Regions from separate parts of the Mus musculus genome. Here region 2 is linked to region 1. The links are chromatin contacts, called in public promoter capture Hi-C maps. All regions are on one chromosome and are shown on one strand. The core of a region is the stretch at or near the end of the contact, and the rest is flanking DNA. Distances in the headings are between cores, read along the strand shown.

What was found. Promoter capture Hi-C pulls out the DNA fragments that hold promoters and counts their contacts.
Region 2: a contact with region 1 is called in a promoter capture Hi-C map of liver, with 5 times the contacts expected there. The contact joins the promoter of Abhd2 here to the promoter of Klhl25 in region 1. A contact is called at or near these places in 3 of 39 promoter capture datasets (cranial neural crest, liver and pre-B cells) and 1 of 484 Hi-C or Micro-C datasets (B cells).

The regions. Positions count from the first base shown.
Region 1 is chr7:75,846,832-75,850,078 of GRCm38.p6, reverse strand. Klhl25 (kelch-like 25) reads right to left here and starts at 1,741. Exons shown (of 3, transcript NM_001122780.1): 1 at 1,606-1,741. It overlaps Gm51489 (a long non-coding RNA gene), which reads right to left. Exons shown (of 3, transcript XR_003946804.1): 3 at 2,367-2,479.
Region 2 is chr7:79,271,789-79,274,896 of GRCm38.p6, reverse strand. Abhd2 (abhydrolase domain containing 2) reads right to left here and starts at 1,631. Exons shown (of 11, transcript NM_018811.6): 1 at 1,558-1,631. It overlaps Gm31510 (predicted gene, 31510), which reads left to right and starts at 1,868. Exons shown (of 2, transcript NR_169073.1): 1 at 1,868-1,930; 2 at 3,040-3,108.

The DNA of each region.
Region 1 (3,247 bases), core at 492-2,991:
AGCGCACACGGGGGCATTTCTTTTTGTCTTCCTACTTTTCTCTCCCTACACTGGTGGCACAGGCTTAAGATGCCATCAACAGGAACTGAGCCACCGTGGAACACACAACTTGCACACGGATCCTGCACCGCTGCATGGCGCAAGGAACCCAGTTGCAGTTCGATGCCCATGAAAAAGATTTCGTCTGTCCATCCTCCACAATTTTTTTGAACAATCTCCCTGGACTGGCTTGCTGATAAAGGACTCAGCTGAAATATCAATAATTACAGGGCTGGGACAAAAGTGACTTTGCCCATCTCCACAGACAAAGCCTGTGATCTCCACAACCCTGTCTTAGAGGGACCAAATCTACTGTAGGATAAGAGCACCGTGGGTCCTCCCTCCTCTGTCCCCTGACACAAGCTTTCAGCAACACCCATAAAAAGTCCTCCCAGCATAACTGTGCCGCTTATGAAAGAGGCTCAGCAAACTAGAGGGTCAGGTGCCAAGTGCCCCTCCCTCCCCGTCTTACTCCAGGGGTGAAGAGCCCAGACATCTGGCATACCTTGTCCTGCCCTGAGCATGGAGGGAGAACTAGTGCCCAATGAACCTTGGCCAAAGCAACTTGGCCTCTGGTCTCCCCAAAGTACAGATGAACTACAAAGCCCCCGAGAGTCCGCCCCTCCCCCCAACTTCCTGTGCTCGAGTCTCTAGAAAGTCTCCCAGATTGGTAAGGTGGCACTTGCTTATAAACCCAGCTCTCAGGAGACTGGGACCAGAGATTTCATGCTCAAGGCTGGCCTGACGTTTATAACAAGACTAAAACCGGGAGAGGAAAAAAAGAAAAAAAAGTAAGACTGTGAGAATCCACTTTGAGGTCCTTGAGGCACTTGCACCCAAGTGTCTGGTGCCCCAGTAGGCACAATTCCCGAGTAGGAAAAAGCTTCTAATACAGCTATGAAGGAGACTAGTCCAGTGGGGATTTGCAGACCACAGCGGAATTCTCGCGCCAGGGCAACGCATGGGAGGAGGGGAATGGGATGGCGGGGGGAGGGGGGGGTGGACTACTTGCTACGGCCCTGCCAGATCGGCCACCACCTGGGTAGGTAGGGGCGTATGGCTCCGGGAGTGTCACCACTCTCCCTTGATAGACAACTTTCCAGACAGGAAGGACCCTATGCTGCGGGCCACACGGCCAGGCCCTGCTGTCTACTCTTCCCTGGTTTAACCCCTCGGCCCTGGCTAGGTACAAGCAAGTCGCGGGGACCTTGGCTAGGTGTGTGCACAAAGCTGCACGGTTCGCATCCTCGAAGACAAGCAGTTTCCTCTTTCTAGGATCAATAGTAATTTTTTTAAAAAAGAGAATCAGCGGACTCAATGAATCAAACACTCCCGGGAGAGGGTAGCCGCTCCTGCGCGTAACATCCGTTTGGAAAACAATTCATTCCCTTGGCGGGAGCTCTGAACATAACAGTACGGGGTCCCCAAGCTCGATCGAGGGGCGCTCCCAGGTCAGCACCCACTTCCCCGACCCAGTGAACTGGGCCTGCGGTCCTACGCCCTGCCCGGCGATCCTCGAGCAGGATCGCTCGCTGTCCCGGTGACAAGTTCCGACCTGATCCTCACCGTGCGGCCCCACAGGCTCTGCAGTCCCCGCCGCTGCCGCCGCCCCCGGCCGGCTCACCAGTCCCGGCCGCGATCCCGTAGCCGAACCGCACGGGCGCTGCCAACAAACTAGTTTCTCCGGCCTTCCCGCCCCGCCTCGCGGCCCGAAGCGCAGCAACCAATCATAAACCGCGCCTCTGTGACGGATGGGTCGACTGACCCGTAATACAGTCGCGTGAGAAGAAAGGGACGGTCGTCCAGGCCATCGGTGCCGCGGAAGGCGGGGCGGGGAGAGGAAAGCGACTGCCACCAGATTCTTAAAGGGACAGGCCATTGCCTTTCTGTTCTGGTGGCCAGAGTTGGGAGAAAGCAACACGACCTGTTCTAGAGCTTCTCTTAAGGAAGGTCTTTGTCGATCACACGCATTCTTCTTTCTGTTACCGAATCACAGCCGTTGTTGATCTTTTTAAAGACCAGCAATCTAATCGCTCCTATGTTAAGGAAATCCTTTTTCCCTCCCGGCTAGTTTCGATGCGAGGGAATTTCTACAGACACGAATCCCTGTCTATACTGGGAATTCCCAGATTTCAAGGGAGAGGACTTTAAGCTTCAGCTGTTCTGTCAAGCCGGTGGAAATTTCTTCCTAAACTTTTTTTTAACCCTTCAAATATCCTTCACTATTAGAACTCTCAGCGGTACAAAACTGATAGAGTAAATCTATATCTATACATACATACATACATACATACATACATACAACACACATATGGAATTTATTAGAGTAACTTTCAGGCTGTGGCCGGGGTAGCCCAACAATGGCTGTCTCCGGATATAACGTCTGAGAGTCCAACTGTCAGTCCACGAGGCTGGATGCTTCAGCTGGTCTTCAGTATACCTTGGAATTCAGAAGAAGTTGGCTATAATACAATGAAAGAATGACCCTACCTGTGAAACTTAAGGGCAGACAAAGAGCAAAAGCTTGCTTCTTCCAGGTCCTTTTTCCAGGCTGCCGCTAGAAGGTGCCCAGATTTAGGGTGGGTCTTCGGGGGTGGGTGGATATGGGGGACTTTTGGTATAGCATTGGAAATGTAAATGAGCTAAATACCTAATAAAAAATGGAAAAAAAAAAAAGAATGAAATTGGCTCAAAAAAAAAAAAAAAAGGGTCTTCCTATCTCAAATGATCCAACCAGGAAAAAATCCCTCACAGGTGAGCCCAGCTGCTTGGGTTTTAGCTACTCCAGATATAATCAAGTTGAGGATCAAGAGTAGACATCACACTTGCCCAACGCATCCATTAGTTCATTTAAGAGTTACTAGATGAGCTGGGGAGTGGCGCTCACAACCACCTGTAATGAGAACGCCCTCTTCTGGTGCGTCTGAAGTCAGCTACAGTGTACTTATGTATAATAATAAATCTTTGGGCCGGAGCGAGCAGAGACTCTAAAAATTCAATTCCCAACAACCACATGAAGGTTCACAACCATCTGTACAGCTACAGTGTACTCACATACATTTAATTAATTAATTAAAAGAGTTACTAGACCTGGGCGGTGGGGGCTTACTCCTTTAACCCCAGCACACAAGGCAGAGGAATGCCAATCTGATTTCCACACCAGCTGATCTATAAAGTTGATTCCAGGACAGCCAGGGCTACACAGAGA
Region 2 (3,108 bases), core at 382-2,881, 3.4 Mb before region 1:
ACGAAGATTTAAACCCAAGCACTTAGATGCCAAAGTCTGAGCTTCTACCCCCTCTGGACTCATCTAGAACTTCAAGAATGAGAACTCTGCCGGAAGTAGAATTCAAATCATGTCCTGCCTAGACCTAGGGTTCAAGGGATGGAACAACTCTTAGTCCTGACCCTGTGATGACCAGCCAGCTGTGACTACCCCAGGCCTTAGGTTTCTTCATCCGTACAATAAGGGGGAAGAGTTAGATGAGCATCAGCCTTTTGGCTTCTAAATATCATGCTGACCGCCAGCAGCGTGGACTGAGCTGCTTTTGGCTGCCTACCCGGACAAAGCTTCATTTATCTTCACCTGGGTAAAGCGGGTTATAATTATTTCTTCTGCTTCCCGACCTTCAGAGGATTATGTCCTTCCTAGTCAAGCAAATGAGGGGAGGCAGTGAGGAGGGGAAATGCATTCTGCTTAGTGTGACTGTAACCCAATGGTCCTTGAAAAGCTCTGGGCACAGATCATGTTGACTCTGCCAATCCTGCAATCTCTCCCAAGCCTGTTCTTGGAACCTGCCTCTGGGCCAGGTAAAACTTGACCAGCTGGAGGTGAGGGCACCACAAAAGAGGAACCAGAAAGTGGAACCCCCAACTGCGCACTTAAGGTGAACCACTTGATTAACTCAGCATTCAATATAATCTATTCCATTTGTACGCAGGCATGCACACATGCATTTGAGAGCTAAGACCTCAAAAAAGATCATTATGGGTGTATTCAACATCCCCTTGGAATCTAGCCAACTCCGGTAAGTCCCATCCTCGATACAGTCAATAAATGTTGTTCAGAGTGCATGGGTGGATGGAGAAGGGCCTCACAGATGGCTCATACAATTCTCCCCTTCCTAAGCATCCCAGACAGGTGGCTATCATCTGGCCTCTGGCTAGGCACTTCCAAGGTCGATGCTCTGGCTGCTCGGCCTGGCAGGCAGCCCGGGGCGCTGCTGGACAGATCTTGTGGGGAAAGCCCACGAAGCACCTAGAACAGTTGCCCCACAAGCTCAATAAAGTGCGCCTCCAAGTAGGTCAAAAATTGCTTCCCTACAACTTGAACCCATCGGTCGTAGGTGAGCCCCGGGATCCCAAAATGCATCGGCCCATCGAAAGGGCTTGTAGTCAGGCCCTTTCAGGTTTCCAGCATCCTGCACTCTCTACCCTGAGTCTGGCCGGCCAGATACCTCCCCCAGGACCAAGACTTCAGCATTGATCAGAGCGAGGGATGGCAGCCAGGAGGCCTCCGTCGGCCTTGTCCCCAACCTCGGTTCCTCGAGCAGGAGAGGACAAAGGACCTTTAGGAAGGCGTATCCCACCAATGGGTTGGGCTGCCCCGTCATCAGACAAGCTGGCCCTCTAGATCCCCGCAGTGCCAGGTGACAGTCCCCCAAACAGTCCCCACGGATCCGGAGCACTCAAGCTGCGGCGCGATGGGCCGAGCCACGCTGGGGACCGGGTAACTCGGGGTTCTGGCCCGACGCATCCAAGGCGCGATCCCTGTTTGGTGGAACTCGCCCAGCCGAGGTCTTACCTTCTCTCATTGACTCCAGCAGTCCAACCCGCCCGGAGTCCGGTTCCCGCAGCTCCGCAGCTGCCGGCTGCGCTCATAGAAATACAGCCGGAACCCCTGGCCAGCGCAGCTCCCGCCGCTACCGGCCCCGCCCAGGCAACTGCCGCCACGCCCCTGACGACCGCCTCTGCTACGCCCCCAAGCAAGGCTCTCCCAGTGTCCATTGGATCACCCAGCCGCCACTCTATTTGTTCATCGCGCTTGTTGCGTCTATATGGTGGCCCATTGGTCAGTAGGACTGCTCCTCAAGGTGGAGGCGGAGATTCTTAGCGGGCAATTCTCCTATAATTGGTTACTTTTGATGTCTTTAGCCAGTGGGCCTAGATGCTATTGGGTAAGGTCCTCCCCGAGGGGCGGGATAAGGGGAGCCGGCTAAAGGATGGGTTATGTTTGATGGTTGATGATACGGAGTAGAGGAGAGGGCCTATTGTGATGGCTTTCTGAGTTCTGGGGCAGAAAGGTCCGGAGTCTTATAGAGATGAACTGGGGAAAGAGATAGCCCAGCCGTGGGGTTCTCAGCACTGGTGTGCCCAGGAAGATGAACCTGTAGCTCAGGACGTAGGTGTTTGAAGTGTGGAGTCCTAACTTAGTAGAGCAGAGGTGGTGAGTCACTAAACCAGAAAGCAAGAGGTGGAGGCGACAAAGAGGTGGAGGCAGCAGCCTTTGACCTCTTTCAGCTAGGGAAGTGGGTGGGAACATGCAGGACTTTATGGACCTGTTACAGTCCCTATGATCTTTCAGCTTTTAACCAGCCCTTGTGGTTGGAGGCCACTTGGAAGAAGTGACCTTTGAAGTCAGACTGCAGTCTTGGCCGTGCCTTTTAGCCTTTTAGAGTTCTCACTGACTATATTTGGTAAGTGCTGGTTGCTGATAGAAGATCAGTACAGTGCGTGGTGTTCCACGGGCGTTTATCAAGACTAGCTATTCATCACTCACCCTCTCCATCCATGCACCTAGACTGGGTTCTACCATTCTGTGAACCTGAGGCTCTGTTCGCAACGGCACGTGCCTGATGGAGAGAATACTGACAACCCGAAAGGGAGCTCCAGTGAGGCAGCCACCGACACACTGCCAAGGCACGCAGTGTGGCTCCAAGAGAAGAGGCAGGAGACAGAAGGAACACATAGCCAGAGGAAGGAATTTAGATTTGAAGCAATGTTAAATTTTCTCTTAATACATTTCCGGACCCCGACAAGGAAAGCATGAGCCAACTCAAGGAGGAGGAGCCAGCACCGGTCTCCTGTTTGTTATTCCAGCAGGAAGCTGAGGCAGGAGGATTGCTTTACTTTGAAGCTACATAATGAGTCCTCCTCTGTCACAATGAGGCCTTGTCACAAACAAACAAAGCAATGTGAGCAAGTAGCAGCCTTTGAAGGCTACTTAGTGCGGATCCAGAAGTCCCTCTAAAATATCCCTCAGACTCCCCCATTTCTCATTTTGAAGGTATGGGACACCCCAGAGTGTGGACGGAAAGACTCTTGGAACTGCATTGAACCCCAGACCTTTCAAAGC